2 separate regions of the Rattus norvegicus genome follow, and region 2 is linked to region 1. A link is a contact called in public Hi-C data. All regions are on one chromosome and are shown on one strand. Each heading gives the region's core, a stretch centred on a gene start, on an enhancer-like site or on the middle of the called end of the contact. The rest is flanking DNA. Distances are from core to core; before and after follow the strand shown.

Region 1 (7,090 bases), core at 1,455-3,954:
ATCTTTTCAACACACACACACAAACACAAACACACACACACACACACACACAGAGAGAGAGAGAGAGAGAGAGTGTGTTACCTGTACCTTGTGATGTATCATAGGAGAGTTAATGTTACTAATGAAGACTGGAATAAAAGAACCTACTTTGGCCTCAGTCAGATTATCAAAGTAGGGAGGATTATATAACAAATATCACTGGACTTTGTATATTTATTGTTATTCAATAATGTCTAATTTTGGAGTGACAAAACATGCTCATCTGTTTCTGTGTGCTCATAAGCAAATCCAAAATCCGTCATATGGAATAGCTCCCTCTTCCCCTGAACTCATAGGCTGCTGTGGCTGAGAACTAACCTCCACCTGAGCAAGGCCTACAACGACAGCTCCCGAAAGTCCCAACTCCCCTCTCTTGGGTCTTTTTCTAACACTGTCATGGAAGGGGCTACCCTTTCCAAGTAGGAATACCAGGGTTTCCCATAACAAAGGTTTCCCCTACCAGGTTCCTGTAGCATCCTGATGGTCAGATGGCTTCTGTAATCACTTTCAAGGAGTTCTTAATATCATTTCTGCCCCAAATAGTAGTTGGAAGCACAAACTGAACCAGTAATACTGAGGCCTAAAAGCGCCGTGGACTCACAGATTTGAAAGGACATACTGTAAATCAACTGTGTCACAGCTTTCAAGACTTAGTCACTGAAAGGTGACACCGGTTCTACAGAAACATTTTAACATGGAATGCTGGACCTCTAGTCTGACAAAGATCCAGAGGCACCCACATAGATGCCGTAAGTACAGGAGAATCAAAGTTAGGATTTCTAAAGGTATTTCCGCTCCTGTTAAGAAGACTGTGAGAAAAATCTTTGAAAAGGCTTCAGACAAGATTTATTATTTATTTGTTTGTTTATTTTTGGCACCAAAGATTGAACTCAGGCCCTGATGTTTGCTAGGGTAGTGAAATTAGCACTACATTGTCAGCCCAAGATTTTTTAAATCTATAAGATGATCGATTACATGTGATCATCACGCAGTAGTCGATAAAAAGATTCTTTAAAAACTCAGTGCCGCCAGCGGTGGGAAGCCTTTGATCCCAGAGATAGAGGCAGGAAGTTTGAAGTCTGCCTGGCAGCTAGGGCTACATAAAAACCAAGCAAGGAAAACAAAACAAAAAACTCAATGCTTTTTGGAAGTTCTAAAAGCTCAAGGAGGAAACCAACTTCTAATGGGAAAGGAGACATCTCCGGGAACTGCAAAAAAAGTGACAGTGTGTCCTGGGAAGTTAACTTCCCAAGCACTCCTAAGCAAAATCTGCATGATCTGGTAGTTATGCATACCTTTGAATCCACAATTCTCCTAGGGCTCCAAAGCATATATCTTGTATCTTGGTGTCTTGGAAACGCCAATATCTTTGCATTAAGGTCCAGGTAGAAGAATGTTTATTATAGCATTATTCTGAGACGCCCTAAACTGGAACAAAGTGTACATCAATAGTAGAACGGGGACAAGGCTGTATTCACACAATGGGATACTAGACAATCATGGGATTTTTGCAGATAATTTAATATTATTTAAAAGCCAAAACCACAATACATATCCACTCATAAAAGTTCAAAATCGAACAAAGGAAAAATATACCACATGCATACTCATCTGGTAAAAAAGTGAAAAGGGAAGGCAATGAAGTGCCTGTCACAAAAATTAGGCTAGAAATGGTATGGATGGAAGAACTCTTGGGAATGTGGCAATTCATTTTATTAATATTCCTCAAACATGTACTCCTACGCACTGCTCTGCACACAACTTAAAAACGTATATGAAACCCTACAGTGCCTGTATAAAAAAAAATCAAAAGTCGGACAAGGATGCACCTCAATGGAGCCAACTCCCAACACAAGAAACAGGCCTTAGGAACAGTAGGGGTCCTTACGCACTGGTGAACTGGCGTCCACCCTCTCTCACTTCGGGTAAAGTTTTGTGGGAGAAGGGGGCTCCAAGGAGGAACGCCGGGCTCTCCACGGCCCGGCCAAACCGGCCCACAGCCACCGAGACGCGCCCACGTCAGCCGTTCCACCTTCGTCCAGAGACTCTGGGCCGGCTCGGGCGATTCAGGGCTGAGCCTAGGCTTCCGGAGGCAAGCGGCGCGCGGAGCCCACCCTCGCGCGGTCCCGCAGCTCCCCACCGCGCCAAGTCCCGCCGTCCCGGCCCTCCGCGGGCCCGTGCGGGGGCGTGGCTTGGCACACGCCCGCGGCCCGAGAGGGGGGCGCGTACCTCGTCGCGGCAGAGGAACTACCGTGCCAGTCCGTGTGACAGAATAGAGTTCATTTCCGGGGACTACCTAGCTACTACTCCCGGTGCAACTACAGGCGGCTTCTAAAGCGAGAGCGCCGGCGTCGGCGCACGCGCAGTGCGGAGCCTCAGCGAGGGCGAGCCGACTGGAGAGAAACACGGGCCACCACCGCAGAGCCCGGCTGGGGCGCGCGCCCACGGGCAGTGGACTGGTGCCGGGAGCGCGCCTCCGGGGGCGGGGCCGAGCGAGCGCGAGCGCGAGCGTGCGCAGTGGCACTCGGGCCTCGGCTCGCGCTACGCAGCGCTCGCGCAGGAGGGCGTGGGCTGGCGGCGCCGGGTGCGCGCAGGGAGCGCGCGGCCCCGGGCGAGGGAAGGAGGGGCTGGTGACAGTGCGGAGCCTTTGCCAGCGTCCGCGCCCCGGGAGCGGCCGGACGGAAGAGAAGGTTCGCCAGACGCCGGTCGGCTGCCTGACCCTTCGGACTCAACCCCGAGCCGAGCGGCCGCGGCTTCTGGTTGGTTGAGGAGACGCCTGCGGCCACCTCAGGAAGATGTTTAACGTGGAGTCTGTGGAGCGGGTGGAGCTGTGCGAGAGCCTGCTCACTTGGGTACGTGGTGGGCAGCGGGCCGGTGGGAAAACTCCTCAACCTTTCGTGGACATCGGTGCTCGTCCCGGGGGACGAGCACCCGGGGCGACCTGCCGTCACATCCGGGGCTTGGGACGGGCGGAGCTGAGGAGCCGGTACGGCCGCTTCTACACCCGCGGCCGGGTCAGGGTCAGCAGGGAGCGGCCGGGCTCAAGCAGTCTGGGCCCAGGGTCCAGGAGGAACTTGTCCGGCCTGAGATGTTGGCTGCTGTCCGAGAGGAAACCTGCCCTGTGGGGGCTAATGATGGGGTGCAGGCGACACTGTAATTAGGACTGTTTGCCTTGATGAGGCGCTGGCGTTTCGCTCCCAAGCTCCCAGTGATCCAAAGCGTCGGTTCTGCCTGGGCGCCCGATAGAGGCACTCGGGACCCCTGGTTACGATGCTGCTCGCCTTTGTTGTAGCATTCAGCCAGGATGGAGTGTAGCCCCTTGAGGGATGGATGAAGCCCTGCCCATTGGAAAATAGTACATTGGCAGGGTGGATAGACAAAACATGAAGAATCACTCAGAGGCAAAACATTTAAAACGCGAGATGCATCTCGACTGCTATCAACGATGTGATGGTACTTACAAAAGGAATCAAGATAAAAATTTTGAACTGGCAAAGATTTAGGAATTTAGTAATGGAACTGAAACACATTTTTAAAGCACCATGAGATTCTAATTTGGAATCGGTGAGGGTTAGGGTTATCGAATTTTAAAGTAAATAGGCAGGATTTTTAATGTCAATAGTTACGGTTTAAGCAGCCCTTTTCAATAGCTGGATGATTAACCGTGTTTGTTTCTGGTTTTCATATGCTGGTTGGTGGCAGGTACATGGTATATGCAGAGCCATGGGATAAACCAGAGTCCCATCAGGAACATTCATTTTATTTATTGCTAAAAATGTTACCTGCCCCTTTTAGAAGAGCAGATACGTTTACAGTGGCTCCTATGACACATGTTAATTTTGTTTGCATATTCGGGGGGGGGGGGAGATGGTGGTAATCAGGCATCCTGCATTGTAATCGCAGTGTAGTTCTACCACTAAGCTATTCATCTCCCCAGCTTACTCACTTTAAAGGTAAAAATGCAAATAGCAAAAAATTCTATTGAATAGTATCTTAGGTTAGAGGTTCAGATCCCTGGAAGCTAGCCGTCACAGTTTTGTGCAGGAACACTGCCAAGAAGTTTGAGAACTGTTCCCTTAGGTTGGCTGTAATAAATGCAAGAAGAGTAGAACCCACAGATGTGTGTGCATTTGAGATAGGATCTTGCCATGTGGCCCATTTTGACCTCAAACTATGATCTTGAATTTGTAGCAATCAGCCTGCATCACTACACCCAGCTTGAAGTCTTTTATAAACTGGGTATGTCGTGAATCTGATTGTGTCTTTTGAAGCAGCCTGTATACAATGTAGACCTTTATGGTTTGGTTTTGTATTAGATCATTCTTGTCATTTCAGGTCACTGGAAATAATGCATAGTTCACATACTCTGTCAGTCCTAACTTCAAGCCCAAAGATCGGCTTCACAGCTGTGCTTCAAATAGAGAATGGTGATAGGTTACACAGTGGAGCTCCACCTCAGCCAAGTCTCAAACTATTATTTAAACCAGGAAGACTTTCGAAAAGATGGAAAAATGTTTCATGCCCTGTCAGTATATAACAAGCAAGCCCAACAGAATGTGCTTAAAAATTAAACAGTGTCTTTTCTTCCTACCCCCTGAAGCAAAATATATTCCTACCTGATAGGGTAAACAAAACAAAACACAAAAACCTGTGTTATTACATCTGTCGGTCACCTTTTAAAAAATTGTCCTTCGTGTAACTGTGATGTGTGCACGTAGGCACAGTTGGCACCACATGTATGTGGAAGTCAATAGTCAGCTTTTTGGAGTTGATGCCTTTCCATGTTTTCTGAACAACAAACTCAGGTCATAAGTCACCAGATCGGTGTGTAAGCACCTTCACCCCTGAGCCAGTTCAACAGCCTGTTTATTAACAATGATCATTTTATTTTTAAAAATGTAATATTTATTTGTGTGAGGATGTGCACACACATAAATGTATCACAGCCCTTTTGTGGAGGGTATTGAATAACTTAGAGGAGTCAGTTCTCTCTATTTGGGCTCTTTTTATTTTATTGAGAATTGCATATGTGCATTCCTGCATATGCACGTGCATGTGTGTATGTTGGTCAAATTTACTCCTCCCCTCTGGTTCCTCCTGTTCTGCACCACCATTTGTCCCTCCCAAGTTCATATACTGTTTTTCTTTTTAACATATTGAATCCATTTAATGTTGCCAGTATTTATGTGAGTGTATCCACCTTCTAGAGCATGGATAACTTACTAGGTACTGTACAAACCAGAACAAAACAGACTGACTCTCCTCCAGCATCCAGTGGCTCCTCAGCAAAATGATCTCTTCTCCATTCATTCTAGAATTTTGGCTAACTTGATCTTGTGCAGATATTGAGCACACAGCCTCAGCACAGCCACTGTGAATTCTTAAGTACACCATCCCTGTCATATCCAGAAAATACTTTTTTGCAGCACTCCACAACTTCTGGTTCTTAGAGTCTTTCTGCCTCCTCTTCTGTAGTGTTCTCTTGAGTCTTAAAAGGAAGGGTTGTGATATAGATGTGCCATTAGCATTGAACACTCTACAGTTTCGTATTCTCTACTCACCAGTTGTGAGTCTCCATATTAATTGCCCTCTACTACAGAAATAAGCTTCTCTGCTTATTGGGAGGATTGGGAGCTGTGCTATTCAATGGGTACAAAGCTAAGTATTTAGAAGGCAGTTTGATACTATGTCCATTTAGCAAAGAAATAGTAGGTTCTCTCCTAGAGGGTCTATGACCTACCCAGCATGTCTTCTTGGCCCAGTTAGCAACACAGCATGAATTCTGTCTTGTAGGGTGGGCCTTAGATCCAATAGAAAACAACTGCATACTCCCAAAACACTGATGACACTATTACACCAGTGGCCATAGACCTGCAGTCCATTGGTTGTTGTAGCTAGCAGGGTTCACAACTGGGTAAAGTGTTCATTTTTCTCTCCCAGCAGCCTACATAGCACCATCCTGCACTATGAAAGCTAGCCAGTGGAGATGAAACTTCCAGGTCAATACCAGCTTGGTTTCTCTATGTCCTACACGGGTTAAGAATGTGGTATCTTTAGCAATAGGGTCCTAATTCCAGTGACAATAACCTGTATTGCTTTATGGACCCATGGGATCCTGCATGCCTTGTAGCGCAAAGACAGGTAACCCAATCCAGTATTGCTCAAGCCCAGTTTCTAGAACTCTGTGAATCATGATGAAATGATTGCATTTTCCCAGGTCTTGGTAATTAGTTTGTTTGTTTTAACAGGCTGAGGATTAAACCTGGGGCGTTGTGCTTTAACTGTACAACTGACCTATATAATTCCAACCAGTTACCCAAGAAACTGGAACATGAGAAAGAAACTAGAGGGGCTGGAGAGATGGCTCCACAGTTAAGAGGGTTCGTTGCCCTTACAGAGGACCTTGTCTGGTTCCTAGAACCCACACAGTGGTCTAAAACCATCTAGAGCCCCAATTCTAGATGATCCAGTACCTTATCTAACCTCCATGGGCACCAGGCATGCATGTGGTGCACATATATACATGCAGGCAAAACGCTCACACACATATACTTAGTTTTAAAAATATATTTAAGGGGTTGGGGAATTAGCTCAGTGGTAGAGTGCTTGCCTAGCAAGCGCAAGGTCCTGGGTTCAGTCCTCAGCTCCGGGAAAAAAAAACTATATATATATATATATATATATATATATATATATATATATATGTATATGTATAATCTAGAATGCTATCAGACGATGACATAAAACTAGGGGAAAAGAATCGTAGTTGTGGCTCACTTGGAACACAGCAATCTTAGGTGTCCTTATTTTCATACTATGTATGTGGGAGCCTGTGGAATGCAACTAGTATTTAGACTCCCTCCCATTCCGTTCTCCCTCCTTTGCCTAATTCCATTCTACCAACAGATTTGATTCTCTATGGGAGAATAAAGAAATTTGTGAAGTACAAAGGTTTAAAGAACTTGGGAAAAGTCTGAGTAGCATGATGGTTGCTGGCTCTAATAGTAGTTCTCATACACACTCATTGATCAACATCACCTGGAACCTTTAT
Region 2 (7,090 bases), core at 2,503-5,002, 43 kb after region 1:
CCCCATTTTTTGATTGGGTTGTTTGTTTGTTTTTTTTTTTGTTTTTTTTTGTTTTTTGGTGGTAAGCTTCTTGAGTTCTTTATGTATTTTGGATATTAGCCCTCTATCAGATGTGGGGTTAGTGAAGATTTTTTTCCCCATCTGTAGAATGTCGAATTGTCTTATTGATTATGTCCTTTGCCTTTAGAGACAAAGTGAAGGTAGCAAGGGAGAAGATTATGTTGCTAGTGTGAATTCCTCTTTGATCCCAGCTGTTTGGATGTCCTTTAGTTTAGACTGTTCTGGTTGTAATTCATCAGAGACCAAGCATCCAAGCTTTCTTAGAACAGCAAGCAGAAGGATCGATAGTACACGGATTTTTGTTCAGTGTATATATCACATACCAGATTAGGGACTAAGTGGCCGTGATATGTGATAGTTGTAACTTAGATGTGTGAGAGATTAGAAATTGGGAGTGAGGTTGATAGAACATCTCTGGCCTTGATACTGAGTTCTTGGTGATAGCTAATTGATCTCTATTAAATATTTTATTTAGCTCTATAAACATGACTGTGATTATAATCTGCTTGTCTCCATTCAGATTTTAGGGCAGCAGATTAATGATTTTACCCTTCCTGATGTGAACCTTATTGGGGAGCATTCGGATGCAGCAGAGCTCGGGAGGATGCTCCAGCTCATTCTAGGCTGTGCTGTGAACTGTGAACAGAAGCAAGGTAACTAATGACTGTGATATATGTTGTGTACTTCATACATAAAGCCCCAGGATAAATAGCATCTTTCCATGGCTACCCATCTTCCCCATCATCTATAGTTTTGCTGGTAATTTACCTTCAGATTTAAATGAGTTCTAAAAGGTAGTCTAATTTTGATTATGGTCAAATTCCTTCCCTTTCTGTAAGACTGTATAACTGAGCAGTTTTTATATTGTGTTATGTTCCTGTTTTACATGCTGTGGAACCTGGTGCCATGGTCATAGTAAGCATGCACTGTTCTATTGAATTGTGCTGTACCCCACCCTGAGGATACTCTTTCTAATGCATGTTAACTACCTTGGCTGTGCTGAACCTTATGGTTATTATTAAAATACTTATTAATGTAGTTTATACGATGATAGCTTAGAAAATATTTCTGTGCTTTAGAATAAGAGCACAGGCTGCAGTGCCCAGTCAGCCAATGTTCAGATCCAGTTGCACTCTTACAAACGATGAATAGTTGCTGGGTGAATCTTATCTTTGTAGTGCAGTTTCTCTGTAAATGTAGGTTTAGTAGACTTAGTACCTGCCTCACAAGATCATTAGGGATCTAAGTGATACAACAAGTAAGACAGCACATGATCTTACACAAAATAGTGTTTCCAACCATTTTAATTTCAAGAAAATGTGATTTTTATGTTTATTAGTGTTTTAAACAATAATTCTATTTCATTTATCTTTTGCATGTTCTTAGAGCCACAAATTGGTTTTTGGTTTTTTGATATTTGATTTTTTTTTTTTTTTAGGGCAGGGTCTCTCTATGAGCCCTGGCTGACTTGGAACTTGCTATGTAGGCCATGTTAGCCTGAAGCTCACAGAAATCTGCCTGCCTTTGCATCCTGAGTATTGGGATATAGGCATGTGCCATACTTACCATATCCACAATTTATTTTATCAAAAAATTTTTTCATATATTTTTGATCATGATTTCTTCTCTCCCAACTCCTCTCATCTCCTCATCTCTTCACCCAACTCCTCCTTTCTTTCTTTCCATAAAAGCAAAAAAAAAAAAAAAAGAATAAAAAAAATAAAAACAAGAAACACACAACTGAAATTCATAGATATAAGATGAACAGCCATAACATACAGGGAAAAAAACCAAGTAAGACGAAAAAATTTGTCCCAAAAAGCAATGAGGCAAGAGGTCTACACCAATATCATTGAGTTCATTTTATATTAGCTATCTAGTGTTGGGCATGGGGCCTGCCTTTTGGTATGCTTTAATATACCCAGTGAGACCATTGGAGAAAACGAATTTTTCCACTTTAAAATGTCACTTCTTAGGTGGCATTTATGGGGTGAGTCATACTTATTCTATCAACTATACTTATTCATATCAACTATAAATTGGTAAAACTTCTAATTAGACTTAGATAAATTAGTAAGTGTGCAGATATTAGAAAAAGTACAGTGTTTTTATGACTCCAAGGTCACATATTTGTGGCATTGTTGAAGTTACTTGAAGACCAGCTTTGATATGGAGGTAATATTTTTTTTTAATTTTTAGGTTTTTTTAAACTCTTTTGTAAAATATGACTTATTTATATGGGGATCACCCCTTCAAAATATATTCAGACTTACTGTACATAAAGTAGATAAATTATTTTTGCTTTGAGGGGGTGCTTCCATATATTTATGTGTGCACATGCACATGGGTGTGTGCCTCTCAGCATATGCACACAGAGCCAGAAAAGGACATTGGCTGTCATCCTCCCCATCCTCCACTTCATTCTTTGTGGCCTGTAAACTTGACTCCCTATCTGGGCTATGGGTGGCTAGTGAACTCCTGAAATCTGCTTGTCTTTGCCCCCAGTTCTGGGGTTACACGAGGTACAGCCATTCCCATCTGTCATTTGGGTGATAGATACTTATTAATCTGATACATTATGGATGAGAGCCACAGAACCAGACAAAACAGACACAAAGCTTGCTTTCATAGGACTTGAATGGAGGAGGAAAAGCAGCATTACCCCGTAGCACAAGTAATTACAGAGTTACGGTGAGTGCTCCAAAGGTGGGATGGAGTGGGAGAGTCTAGACGTGGTGTAGGGAAGTTATTCAAGTAAAGCTGGGAAGGACAGTGAGTTAAGACTTACTCAGAGTAAGAAAGACTCAAGTTATATCCCCTCAAAACTGTAGTTATAGTCTGGTAAAGAGAGAATTGAGAGAAGTATTGCAAGAGAATAGGAAATGAAAGACTATTCAAAATTATAAATAGTATTCTGCAATTATTTTAACTTGAAGTTCAGTTCTTATCTTTTATTTATTTATTTTTATTTTTTAGTTCAAAGGTCCCCAACCCCTATTCACACTATTTTCTTCCACATCTCGTAATGAAAAACAAGTTTACATTTATTTGGTTTTGTACTTTTTTCATATTCTAATACTGAATAAGTTTAGACTTTTGGGACTTTTCCCTCAGCTCACTAGCTGACTCCCACTCTTTAGATTGCTTTACTTTTCTTAAACTGTCTATATTTCTTTAAAAAAATTTTTTTTCTGATGATGGCACATCGATCACCCCAAAGCCATCATTGGTTCATGGTACGCTAGCTGTGCTGTGTCCAGAAAAGAGCACATCACAGCGCCCCTTCCCACCGTCTAGTGCTTACATTCTTTCTTGCCCCCTCTTCCACAGGGTTCCTGGAGCCTTGGAGGGGTCATGCCAGCCTCATTTTAGGACTGAGCACTCACTCATCAGTCACCAGTTATGAGTCTCTGTGTTAATCATTGCCCACTGAAAACAGAAACTGTTGTGACCAAGAATGAGAACAGCACTAATCTATATGTATAAGGATGAAGATTTAGAAGACTACATAACAAAACAACAGTAGTAAAGTCCCTCCATCCAAGGACTAGATGACCTCCCTTTTGACCAGATTTATAATACCAAGTATGATTTTTTCCTGTGGAGCAGGTCTAAAATCCAGGTAGAAAGTGATTGATTACTCCAGTAACACTCTGGCCACTACTGCACTGTGGTCACATCTTGTCTAGCAAGCTGATACTTTTAGCAGAGTTCACAGCTGGGTAAACAGTTGGTGACTAATATCCCATAGTGCACTGTACAGCACATTCCAGCATTATAAATGCTAGCTGGTAAAGAAGAAGGAAGCTTCCAGTTGAACAGGCTTTTTAATCTCTCATTTACCCACATTTGGGGTATCATCTGGTTTCAGGAATACAGTAGAGTTAAGAATCATGTAATCAAGTTTCTAAATTGTTAATCATTAACTGTCGCTGTGAATGTGCACTATGGGTCGATAGATTAGGAGGCTCTGAAGTGCTTCAGTGCTTCCTACCTACCTACCTGTGGATGAGGTATGCTCTGCCTTTGTCCTTATCCCCAAAGTGTCTTCACTGTAAAGACTAAGTGAAACTGTGTTTTACATTTGCTCTCTGTTCAGCCATTCTTCTAAGTTGGAAGAAGTTAAAAGCAATTGGTGAGAGCCTAATTGTGCATTCATTTGTCTTTGCTGACCTCTAATTGGGGCAAATAAAGTAGGGGTAAGATTTAAAAGGCAGAGATTAATAGTAGAAGGCACACTGACAATAACATTGCTAACCCTTGTGTTCTGGGTTTGCTAGCAGAAGTGAGGGAAGACTGTAGGGTTTTTGGCAGGGGCAGGGGGCGGGGGCCACAACACATGCTGCAAAGTGCATGTGGAGATCTCAGTGGACAACTCGGGAAGTCAGAGGATCCTGGGATCAAAATCCAGTCATCGGGCTTGTTGGAAAGCACCTTTACTCACTGGCCATCTCACCATCCTATCAGGCAACACCATGGTGTCTGCCTTCAGTCTACTATTCTATTAAGCAGTAACAGAACAAAAAATACCTGTTATAGATTAGAAGGCTGAGACTTATAGATAGTATGGGATTTACCTTCCTTGTGATGAATGGGCTAGATATAGAAAAAAAATTATTTCTTCACCCTTTAAGCTTTGTATTCTTCATATTAAACTATACTAAACATTTTGAACAGATAAAATTGAGGGCAAACTCCCTTAACGTAGTGTGGTTCATTCTCCAGCATTGCTTCATGGGTGTGTACCAAATAATCCCACATAATTGAATTTTTAACTTTACGGTTTGAAAGTAGTACACGTTAATTTAGCTGTCATCACCATTTTCTCCTTTAGTACTTTACGGTGTTCGCGGGGAAGGGCCTTGACGTGGCAACACCGCTTCTTAACTAACGCTTCCCCTCTCGTACCTACTAATGTCCTGACCTCTTTTGCTGTTACCTCCTTCATTTCTAGTAGTTGCCATAAGCCTCCCTCCCCATAGCAACGCCACTGCTTCTTCTCTTCCATGCTCATTCATACGCTTTAATTTTGAGGACTTGTCAATCATCCTAGATGTGCTGGCTCTTGTTTTTGATGTCATAATATCACAATGGTGGCGTTAAAATATTTAAAACAACACACACACACACACACCCATGTTATCTGCTGGGCAGAAGAATCCAGTAGATGAATCTAATGACAATGCATATACATTCATAAGTACAACACTACAGGTACCTGCCATTAAGTCACTTCTGTCATCAATTGTTGTGTTTGGAAAAGATGAAAACTATAGCAGGGCCTTGTCAGAGGAAACAGACACTGCTTCCAATCTGACTTTACTCTTGGCTGAGACCCTCCTAGCTTGGGAGTGGTGAGCATGAAGCTGGTGGGCTTTCTGCTTCCCATGTAGCGATGTAGGACAGTATTTTAAAGCCTGGAACTATATAGTTATTCGATTACAGGTTCAGTGTGTATCTTAAATTCATTTTAGTTATTTATGTTCTATATAGTAAACAAAATTAAGGTAAGAATTTATACAACTTAGTGCTTTGATCATGTAAGGATAAAACCAGAATATTTTTACCCTGTAACTAAGAAGCATCTAAAGGATAGCTTTAGAGTGCTGAAAAGTGATGAGGTTCTTTTTGCCGTTATTTTTGGGTCTCACTATTTCGCTGATTCAGTCTGGTATGTACGGGTGCTGAAGCTGTGTTCCCCGACCTTCACCTATACCTCAGCGTTAACAGCAGACAGTGAGCAGAGCCAAGTGTGGTAGTAACTCAGAGGACACCCTGAAGGGTTAAGACAGGAAGGTCACAAGTTCAAGGCTGATTTAGGATTCAAAGTGCATTGGGGGGAGCTAACAAGATCCAGATTCAAGCAAATGAATAAATGTCAGACAAGACTTTGGAACAAAGTTAAAATTTGGTTTTCAGTCTTTGCCTACCTATGGCACATATTTGGGGCAGAGAAGCCATGAGAAGGGGATTCTCAAAACGGAAAACTGATTGTGATAATTTATAAAGCACTAGCCTTCAGCTTCTTGGCAATCTGTTAACCTGGACAGTGACATCCCAGGTTATTCTTGTTTTCAGAGTACATTCAAGCCATTATGATGATGGAGGAGTCTGTTCAGCATGTCGTCATGACAGCCATCCAAGAGGTATGTTGATTGGAGCTTTGCACTTTATAGCTTGTAACTAATGGAGAAACTAGTTCACACAAGAGAACTAGCAACCTTAAAAATAATTTTATTTTTTTATTGTGTATACACTATATCCTAGTTAAGTTTTTAAGTTCATCGTGTCTGTTATGTGCATATTGATTTTATTTATTTAGCAAATTCTTAGTTCAAACCCAAAGTACAGCAGCAACTAGGGATACAGTTGTGAAAAGATGTTAGAGTTCTCGGATAAAATGTGTGTCTCCCTCTCAGAGTCTCAGAGAGGAAAGGATTAAACAAGAATTCACAGTTGTAAAACTCTCATCAAAGGGGAAATGCAGGACCATATGAAGTAACAGCGTTCCTGGAGACATTAAATAAGGCCACCTAGAAGACTGAGACGGAGGTGAGGAAAGGGAGATAGAGAGGTGTAAAAATGCTGTAAGAGACCAAGGGAGAAGGAACATAAGACCTGTTTGTCGGGGTGCTGCAGGTCTGTGATCACAGCACTCAGGAAGTAGAGATAAAAGGCTCAGGAGTTCAAGGCCAGCCTAAGTGAGACTGCAGAGAGATAAGGAAGTCTGGGGAAGGACACAGCCCTGCATGGCATTTTGTAGCAGCAGCAGTCTGCTGCAGTTTCCATCCAGCTACACCAGGGTGACCTGAACAGGTTCTCAACCTTCCTAATGTGCTAATCTGTGTGTTCAGTAGCTTAGGCATGTTCAGTGTGTTTTCGGCTTAATGAAACTGGGGGTTGGTTATATGACCCCACTGTAAGTCAAGAGAACATCAGGATCCCGAAATGGAATTCTGGAATTCCCTGGTAAATAAACGTAGTATCTTACTGTGCTTGTTTGTTTTGTATTTCCATAGTGAATGGTAAT

What was found. Hi-C and Micro-C count contacts between places; a contact is called where the count stands out from the background.
Region 2: a Hi-C map of liver shows a contact between it and region 1, with 1.8 times the contacts expected there. The contact joins the enhancer-like site here to the promoter of Hook3 in region 1. A contact is called at or near these places in 5 of 12 Hi-C or Micro-C datasets (the A7r5 cell line, Schwann cells, kidney and 1 more).

The regions. Positions count from the first base shown.
Region 1 is chr16:72,654,393-72,661,482 of GRCr8, forward strand. It overlaps Hook3 (hook microtubule-tethering protein 3), which reads left to right and starts at 2,705. Exons shown (of 22, transcript NM_001136098.1): 1 at 2,705-2,891. The coding sequence starts at 2,835. It overlaps Rnf170 (ring finger protein 170), which reads right to left and starts at 2,436. Exons shown (of 8, transcript NM_001399260.1): 1 at 2,269-2,436; 2 at 1,335-1,467.
Region 2 is chr16:72,696,424-72,703,513 of GRCr8, forward strand. It overlaps Hook3 (hook microtubule-tethering protein 3), which reads left to right. Exons shown (of 22, transcript NM_001136098.1): 5 at 581-713; 6 at 6,139-6,206. Among named protein-coding and RNA genes, the nearest start is that of Hook3, 43 kb to the left of the region's middle. Within about 2 kb of position 3,753, at least 2 of the 93 cell types and tissues checked have an H3K27ac peak or open chromatin away from gene starts, as enhancers often do. A contact at or near this core is called in liver, where this site is marked.